Linked DNA regions of Arachis hypogaea: region 2 is linked to region 1. Evidence: chromatin contacts called from public Hi-C data. All regions are on one chromosome and are shown on one strand. The core of a region is the stretch at or near the end of the contact, and the rest is flanking DNA. Distances in the headings are between cores, read along the strand shown. Region 1 overlaps LOC112755334 (wax ester synthase/diacylglycerol acyltransferase 11). Region 2 holds the start of LOC112755336.

Region 1 (4,706 bases), core at 1,077-3,576:
TTTAAAGATCAAAATAAAATAGGAGTTTTTCCTTTGATTATTTATAGGCAGAGACCATTGAATCATTCCACTCATCAGTTGGGATTTGTTTTGCAGGCCCTGACTATGCATTTCCAAAGTTATGCAAATAAGATGATAATTTCTCTATCAGTGGATCCAAGTGTAATTCCAGATCCTTATCTCCTTTGTGATGATTTCGAAGAATCACTCAAACTCATGCGTGATGTTGTTCAGAAGAAGCCCGTTGAAGATGCAGTCTGACAACAAATACTTCAATTATCAGCATTTGAGAAAGCTTATATTTGTTTAAGTAATTTCATTTATTATTCAATTATTCTGAATTTGATTTATTACACACACACAAATAAATCATAGGTGCAAGACATAGAGTTTATACAAAAACAATTGCAAACTAAAAACAAGCAATCACCAAGTCCAAATCATATAACAAGCAATCCATAAGTATTATTGTCGCTGGTAGGACCATTATAATTCAAGAATATGTGTACACAAAAAATAGGCAAAATTGTGATTGGGAACATTTTAGACCAACCATACAGATCAGCAATAAAAACTACCTTGTATTCCTGATATGATAATGACTCCACCAAGATCTTACAAATCCATAAACAAACCCTCACCAAACACCTCCAAGAAAGACAACGAGACAAAACCGCATCAACCAGCAGCTACCCACAATCCAAAGCTCTACGTGTTGACTAGTAAGTGTGAAGAATATAAAGAATTAGTCACACATCCAAGAAAATAAAAAAAAAAAGTGAAAAGTTTATAAAGATTTTATTCATTAATTTGACACCCAAATTTAACTGTAACCAAACTTATCAGGCCTTTTTTTTTTCCAGTCTCCAATTAATTTTAGTCCGCATTTCCATTTTTTTCTTAAAGGACAAAACCAAGAGTTGATAAAAGGTAGCTAACTGTTTAGTGTCCATGAACTAGCGTACAAATAGGCTTACTTTGATTAGTGGTTTACTTTGATTTATACATAACATATTCAAATCAATATCCATTATTATAATACTCGATCCTATAATAAAAATGAGGTTCTGGATTGTCATGATAGTAATGATTATATCTTTAACATATTCTCTCGTGTAATAGCATCTTTTAATATTATATTATGATATTATTTCTCTTAAAAATTTAAATGAATAAAAAGAAACATGTTATATCAAAAAATTCAGATTGAGAGAGTCGAATCACTTTCTAAGTTAAAATTTTACCGAAGAATAGTATGTCTCCTGAATGATAAAAGACAAGAAGGTTGAGGACCTTAACGCATGCAGAAGAGGACAATCGGAATCGGTGGAAAGAGTGCCAATAAATTACAAGTCATCATCATTTATCTTTATTTGTATGAAAATAAGCTTGAAAGAGAAATTCATCTTGTGTATATTCGGAAATAAATATGTTTGTCATCACATGATATTCCTTGATAATAAGTATATAGTGGAGACATTGCTTTTGTTGTTTTAGGAATTTATATAAACTTGTGTATTCATTTTCATGAGGCCAAATTACTTATTATTCGTCTAATTGTTTGTTGGTTTTATCATCACCCTATTAATATATTAGTTTATAATTTTAATTATTTAAGATTTGGCATACTGTTTTTATAGAAGGCTATATTACTTAAAATGTATATTTTTCTTCTTTTATATTAAAAGATAACTTTTTTTATTTATTCCCTGATCTTTTTAACTTTTCCTTTAAATACTAAAGTGTAAACCACCAAAAATGAGTTAATTTTTTATAAAATGAAAATATTATTGGTGTTTTAGTTGAAAATGGGTGTAGTGTGTGTATTTATAAATTGATGGACGTGACAGAGGGAAGCTTCAACATGCAGGGGGTGTGTTGTCAGCAGCACGCGGAGGGCGTGGTTGTCACGTGACGAAGTCTGCTTGCTTGGTAATGCAACACGTGGAGGGAGTGCTGAGTCAGCACGTGGGGGCGTGTTGACACGTGTCTCAATCTCGTTGGTTGGTGAAGCAATATGTGGAAGGCGTGCTGAATCAACACGTGAGAGCATGTTGCCACGTGTTTCAGTCTGATTGGTTGGTGATGCAACATTCTCTTCTTCTTCTTTCTCGGTACATATATTTTTTCACACTACTAACTCGCTCTTCTTCTTCTTTCTCGGTACAAATGATGCATGAATGAGTCACGAAGAAGCTCAATTTATAGAGCTTCCCTACGTCGCTGGTTACCGGGATAGAGGGACTGTCCCCTGCATGCAGACCGCCTACAACATGCCCCGGCCGCCCCTTCCTCCTGTGTTGCTGTAGGCTCCTCAGAAACGCGCGAAAACCCTACAACGCTTCAAGGATTCTAAGGCAATACGCCCACCGCGTGTTGCCAGGGAACTGTCATCCGTCTGAACCCACCACAACACCACGCTCCCCGCATGTTGCCAGGGAACTGCCACGCCGTTGACGCACCCTGTCACCACGCTTCCTGAGTAAAAACACCAACGGCGGGTGTTCCATATGAAAAATAATTCTGCCAAAAATGCACTCGTATAAATTTATCATTGACAAAAATGCACTCGAATTTTGTTATCAACAAAAATGCCCTGAAATAATTTTAAAACGTGACAAAAATGTCCAACATTAAATATTTATTCTCAAAAAATGCTTTAGAGATTGAACTTTGATGCAGTTTTTTGCAAGCATAATTTAAAAAATGAGATATTTTTATCCTTAAAATTTGGTGATTTTTCGCTAAGTATATATTTTTTTGTGATTTTTTGTCAACAAACAATAATACTTTTAAAAAATCACAAAAATATATATATATATTTAGGGAAAAATCACTAAATTTTAAGAATAATAATACCTCATTTTTCTAATCATGCTTGCAAAAAATTGCATCAAAATTTAATATCTAAATCACTTTTCATATTTAATGTTGGATATTTTTGTCGTATTTTTAAATTATTTGAACGTATTTTTATCGATAGCAAAATTTAGGTGCATTTTTGTCAACAACAAAGTTATTTGAATGTATTTTTGGTGTTTATTCAATACTAAAATATAAAAAATATATAGAGAACATAGAGACAAAAAAAATAGTGCATATAATAATATTTGTTAAAGTTACTACAAAAATTATTGAAAGAATAATGTTTGGCTAGGGAGAATGACAAGAATGCATGGAAAATTAATTAATTAAAATAAATAAGGTCACGTGTCTGAATGTGTTTAATTTGATAGTTGCATTTTGCCATTTTTTCACCTCCAATAATATTCAAGTCAAGATTCCCCAGCTTCAAGCTATATATACCGTTCCCTCAATTATTGGAGTTTAAACAGAATAAAATTAAAATGTGAATGAGACAAGTAGGAACCCCATGAACTTAACCCTTCATATGCTTTGATGAACACACAGACAAAATGGTGGAGTGAAGGGCCACCAATAAATCATTTCACACAACACAAAATTCGGAAGTTTGGAAAAGAACAAGATGATAATAACAAAAGTAAGCAAACAAAAAGCTAGTAATAATTGAAGTAAAATCACAAGGGAACGGAAAGTACCAGTGATAATGTGAGTGTATGTGAAGGTGAAGCTGTACGCTAATTAGTTAAAAATGAATAGATTTAGTTATATTGTATCCTAAAAACATATATCACATCAAATTAAAATTGCAACGGATTAAATTGGCCCCATGAACTCAAATTCAAACAAATTTAAGTTGGTTGGAGATATAGTTAGCTTATTCGTATGTTTAACTATTTTGTATATGTAATAATTTATTAATCAATAACAATCATTAAATAGAATTTAGATTTGTAATTAATTAGTTAATTGTTTGTTGAGTTAGAAAATACAGTAAAAAAAAATTTAAATTCAAATTGAAACTATTAAAAAAATAAATTATTCTTTACATATAAGCATTTTTTTAGGTTAATTTTTTTAAATATTATCAAAAAATGAGTGTAATATAGGGATATTATGCTAATTTAGTGTAATGCACCCATATGGAAATTGAAAATACAATAAAAAAAATCGTTAGTAACGATTTCAAAATGGACAAACTGCTACGAAAATGAGACTAACGATTTTTAAATAGGACAAAAAATATAGAAAATAGAACTCATAATTTCAAGTAGGACAAAAATGTGTTTGGAATCTATACCATCATGAAATCGTTAGTGCCGATTTCCTTTTCTAAAAATTTAGAAATTATTTAATTCATAAACGTGAGTAACGATTTGTTTGTTAACTTCTCTATATATAGAGTGCGTGAATGTAATGTCTTGCAATTCTCGATCGATTCTCCTTGTTCTAATGCTCTTCTTCTACTTCTTATTCTTCTTATTATTATTTCTCTTCTTTCTTGTGTGCAAGCTATTTTTTTATTTCATATTTTCAGGTAAATTTTTTTTATTCATTTTAAGACTATGATATTTAGTTAATTCGTTTTAAAAATTATAATAGAAATATAATTTTCGTGATCACAAAAATGAATAATAATATTAGTTTTAAAATTTATTATAATGATCAAATTTTATCTGAAACAGCTGAAGGTGTGATATTTATGTGTAATAATCCTTGTATATCTGTTCTTTCTTTTATGGTGTCGTTTGAAGAATTTAAGAGTTGTATTTGTCAAAATATAGATCCTCATATGCCAAAGAGGGTGACAAATATTTTATACAAACGACCTATATTAGTATTCA
Region 2 (4,706 bases), core at 1,626-4,125, 86 kb after region 1:
TCGGAAGGGGGATCCTTTATTGCCCTACATTTTTGTTCTCTGCATGGAAAGGCTCTCGCAGCTTATTAGTGTGGCAATGGACCTTGACATCTGGAAGCCTATTTGTCTTAATCGTGAGGGGCCTAAGCTCTCCCATTTGTGCTTCGCGAATGATCTTATCCTTTTTGCGGAAGCCAACATGGACCAGGCGCGAGTTATCAAGCAAGTGTTGGACGAATTCTGTGCTAGCTCTATACAGAAAATTAGTAGTGAGAAAATTCATATCCTCTTCTCTCAAAATGTGAAAAACAGTGTCAGGAAAGAGATCAGTGAATCCCTCCAGTTCACTAGAACAAATGATCTCGGAAAATATCTGGGTGTTCCTATCCTTCACGAAAGGGTTAGCAAGAACACTTATAGTGGTATTATTATAAAAATGAAGTCCAGATTAAATCGTTGGAAGGAAAATTCTCTCTCTCTCTTGCTGGACGATCAACCCTGATGAAATCTGTTCTTTCATCTTTACCTTCTTATACTATGCAAACTGCTCTCTTGTCGATATCTATTTATAATATTATTGATCAAAATTACAGGAATTTTATCTGGGGAGAGACTGAGCACAGTAAAAAACCTCATCCGATGAGCTGGAGGAAGTTAAGGGAACCAAAAAACTCTGAGGGGATTGGAGTATGCCATGCTAGGGACTTGAATCAGGCGTACATGATGAAAATTGGGTGGGGTCTAGTTGAGAAGAACAACAGTCTTTGGGCCAAAGTGCTTAGGTCCAAGTACAAGTTTGGAAGTCATATTCTCCCTATTGTCTAAAGAAGGAGTAAGGATTCGAACTTATGAAAGGGGGCTTTCTCTTCTTGGGATAAATTGAAAAGCAATACGATTTGAAGGATTGGGGATGGCTCAAAAATTTTGATTTTTGAAATCACCAGTGGGTTCCGACTGTAGGACATCTTAAACAGCATGCTGTAAGTAGTGAGTTCAATTCCAATTTATCTACTAATGACTTTCTCTCGGTTTCAGGTGCGTGGGATAAAAGAAAGTTCAGGGACTGGTTGCCGGAGGATATCGTGAAGAGAATAATGGCCATGGCTCCTCCTTCTCCTTGGAGAGACGTTGATCGATTAGGTGGGGGCTGTCGCAAGATGGATCTTTTAACCTAAAATTAGCTTACAATTCCTTATGCGAAGAGTTCCCCCTCCTAATTTGTTGTCCAATCGTATTTGGAGGTGGGGAGGTCCGGAAAGAGTGCATTACTTTCTCTAGCTGGTGGCAAACGATGCTATTTTAACAAATTACAATAGAAAAAGAAGACATATGACTATGTACTCCTCTTGCCCGAGATGTAATGCAGCAGACGAGACAACTTTGCATGTGTTTCGAGACTATTTTTTGGCCAAAGAGATCTAGAGTCGTCTCATTCCACAGGAGTACATAAATACTTTTTTTTATCCTTGATCTTCAAGCTTGGTTGACTTTTAATCTGTCCAAAAATCGCACAGTGGGGGAGAGGATCTTTGGTATCGTTGCTTCGTCCCTATGGTATGCAAAGAATTTGCTGATTTTTAAAGGGAAATACACCTCGCAGTATGCGTTGGTTCACTCTATCTAGGCTCGGTCAAGGAAGATAGAGAGTACCTCTTCTAAGTTACTAAAGCACAGGAACTTGAACATCAGTACAAAGCGTTTGATTGGATGGGAACCACCTCAAGAGATGTTTATCAAGATTAATGTCGATGGGTCCTTCTATAATCATAACAACAATGCAGCTTGCGGTGGCGTTCTTAGAGATTCCTTAGGAAGATTTGTGAAAGGTTCCTCCTGCAATCTGGGAAATTGTTCCATAATGCATGCTGAATTATGGGCAGTGATAAAAGGGTTGCAATTAGCTATGGCAAATGAATTGAATCACATTATTATAGAATCGGATTCTCATATGGCTATCAACATGATTAAGAACGGGTGCTCGTCTAATCATCCCTGCTTCCTCCTAATCCAAGATATCCTTGTTTTGTCTCGCCACATACAGGAGATTAATTGGCGTCACAACCTTTGAAAAGTAAATTTGGTAGCTGGTTGTCTGTTTAAGCAGGATCAGAGTCTATTGTTAGGAATTCATATATATGATACCCCTCTTCTTGCTATAGTTTATTCTCTTATTTCTGATTGTATGAGTGTTGTTAGGACAAGAAGTTCTGTCTAGACCTCTCCTTATTTTTCTCTTTTACTGTTTGAGATTCATCTGTCTAAAAATTTCTACTAGCTGTCCAAATTTTTCCAGCAGAACGTGAGGTAGCGAGTGAGTCACCCTTAAATTCGGATCGAGTGTCCCGTCGGATCGGTGGTCCATAGTCAGACCGAAATTCTTATCGGATTGAACTAGACATATCTAATTAAATTGTATTATATTTTATTAAAGTCACATTAAAAAATTTAAAGTTTAATATTTATCAATACTCGCATGCATCTAATTTTTTTTTCTGAAAAAGGAAATAAATAAAAATGAGATAGAGACAAAAAGCGATTTATGACTTTTATCAAAGTAGAACAGAAGACAGGGGATGGGAGAAGAATCTCCCCCCTACATAGAGCCATTGTCATCTCTAATAAAGAAAAAAAAAATATTTGGGAGAAAACTGTTTCCGCCTATGAGTGGGAAAGATGAGTGATGATTACTGTTGAGTCCCAAAGAGGACCCAACCCCACAACATGGCCACAGATACAGTACACTGACACTGCCTTTGGTGCAATTCATCGTATTCTGTGCACCAATTTGCAATTATAATACTCCAAAATAATATATCTCCTCAGTCCTCACTACTATTTAATAAAAAAAAAAAAGAAAAAGAAAAAGCATATCTTTTATGAGAATGACAAGAGAAATGGGGTCACTGCATTATAAAAATGATAGTGTCCTTTTCCTACTTTTGTCTTTATTTAGTATTTCCTTACATCACTTTTCCCCTCAATTTTTTTTCACATATATAAATCATTAAATTCTCTCTCTCTCTTTCTAAGTCTTCATAATCATCAAAGCTCTTAAAATCTCAAACACTTTGGCTGCTCTCTCCATTCTCTTCCTCTTCTTTCTTTTCTCACTGAAGCTTAGATTTTCCAAGACAAAATAAAAATAATAGGAAAGAAAGAAAGAAAAAATGTATGCAGAAACTGGTCTTTTCTTCCCGTATTTGCAGAACTTCTCTCAAGAGCTTCAACAGCTTGAGGAGTATTGCATGAACCAGAAATCCATTGATTCAATGGTACCTATATAACTCTCTTATTAATGCTTTTACTTTGTTCAATTTTCTTCAGCACCGCTTGCTTCATCTGCATTTGACCTAATGAGCTCTTCTACTTGCATGAACTAATTGAAATCTCAAAATTGAGTTGCTTGATTCATAGTACTAAGTTTGATGAGAAGAAAATTGAGTAGTTGATACTTATTTAATTTTTGTCAATTTATTTATTTAACACCATGTTTTTTTTTATCATTATTATTATTTCGTTTTGATCGTTCGCACCATCTCATTCAGAATGTTTTCACAGCTGGAGTTGGCTTTTATATGCTGGATCTGGAAAAAGTGTTACAAAAAAAAAGAAAAAAAAAAGAAGCATTGATGGAAAGTGTTATTAGTTGTGATACTTCCGTGTTCTGTGCAATTTCTTTCTTTCTTCTATTTTTAAATTTTAATTTTAATATTTTTGGGGATGAAGTGTGAACTCATAGTGGGGCTTGTCTTTTTGTGCCGCACTGAGGGAGGTTGATTGAAGGGGAAAAAATTAAAGTTCTTTTATTATTATTCTCTTTTTTCTTTATGGCAATGATAAAGAAAAGGGTTAGAGGAAAAGGACTAGTTTATGCTCAACTTAATAGCTTCATCATGGCTTTGTCTCGCACTAAAATTTTGTAGTTGGAGGAGAAAGGAGGCGATTATCATGCTAGTTTGCTTCTATTTCTCTGCACTACACAATTTTAAAATAATAAAGTCAGTAATAAACAAATAAATAAAGTACTTAAAAATTATTAGTAAGTGGGGTTGTTTCAACTTTCAAAATGACATGGATTAGTGTTTTGGTCATTGAAGTTTGAAACAACACTTTAGTCTCAAGCTTAAGATACTTTGATACTTGTTCACTTTATTCATTTATTTACTAGTTCCGGGTTATTATTATTACTGTTGCTCTTTATTTTTTTATATTTTAATAAATCAATGTATTTAGATATAATTTTGTTTTGGTACACTTTTTAATGTATCAAAGAACTAAAAGTGACAGATATGGTGAAAAGATTTTAGTATTTTCCCTCCAAATTGTTAACAAAAATTTTGATCCTATAATGAGATACCTGAAGCTATGGGCATGTTCCTCTGATGCTAGTTTCAATGTTTTCAGCCATCAACACATGGACTCATTCAAAGTCACAGCTTTTGGGGGGTGAAGCATGATGATCTTTGAACTAGCACTCATGTAACTAAATTCCAATTCAAATAAAAACTTGATCTGATCTCTTCTCTTGCTTCTCGCTCTTCCTTTCCCCGTGTGACGGTCTCAGCTGAATTTGTGCCCTTTTCATTGTTGATGCAAGGCTTCTGTTATGTTGTAGTTTCGCTACTATATATATCATACTTAATAATACAATAAAACTATTTAGTAATTGGCTCAGGGACACACACAAATATGACTCACAATACAAGTGGTCTTCTTTCTGTTCTTTT

The links. Hi-C and Micro-C count contacts between places; a contact is called where the count stands out from the background.
Region 2: a Hi-C map of leaf shows a contact between it and region 1, with 3 times the contacts expected there. The contact joins the promoter of LOC112755336 here to the enhancer-like site in region 1. A contact is called at or near these places in 2 of 8 Hi-C or Micro-C datasets (leaf and an unstated tissue).

What each region holds. Positions count from the first base shown.
Region 1 is chr16:140,121,850-140,126,555 of arahy.Tifrunner.gnm2.J5K5, forward strand. It overlaps LOC112755334 (wax ester synthase/diacylglycerol acyltransferase 11), which reads left to right. Exons shown (of 7, transcript XM_025803356.3): 7 at 97-419. The coding sequence ends at 261. Among protein-coding and RNA genes, the nearest start is that of LOC112761789, 16 kb to the left of the region's middle. Within about 2 kb of position 2,327, at least 2 of the 3 cell types and tissues checked have open chromatin away from gene starts, as enhancers often do.
Region 2 is chr16:140,207,388-140,212,093 of arahy.Tifrunner.gnm2.J5K5, forward strand. It overlaps LOC112755336, which reads left to right and starts at 2,876. Exons shown (of 4, transcript XM_025803360.3): 1 at 2,876-3,251. The coding sequence starts at 3,147.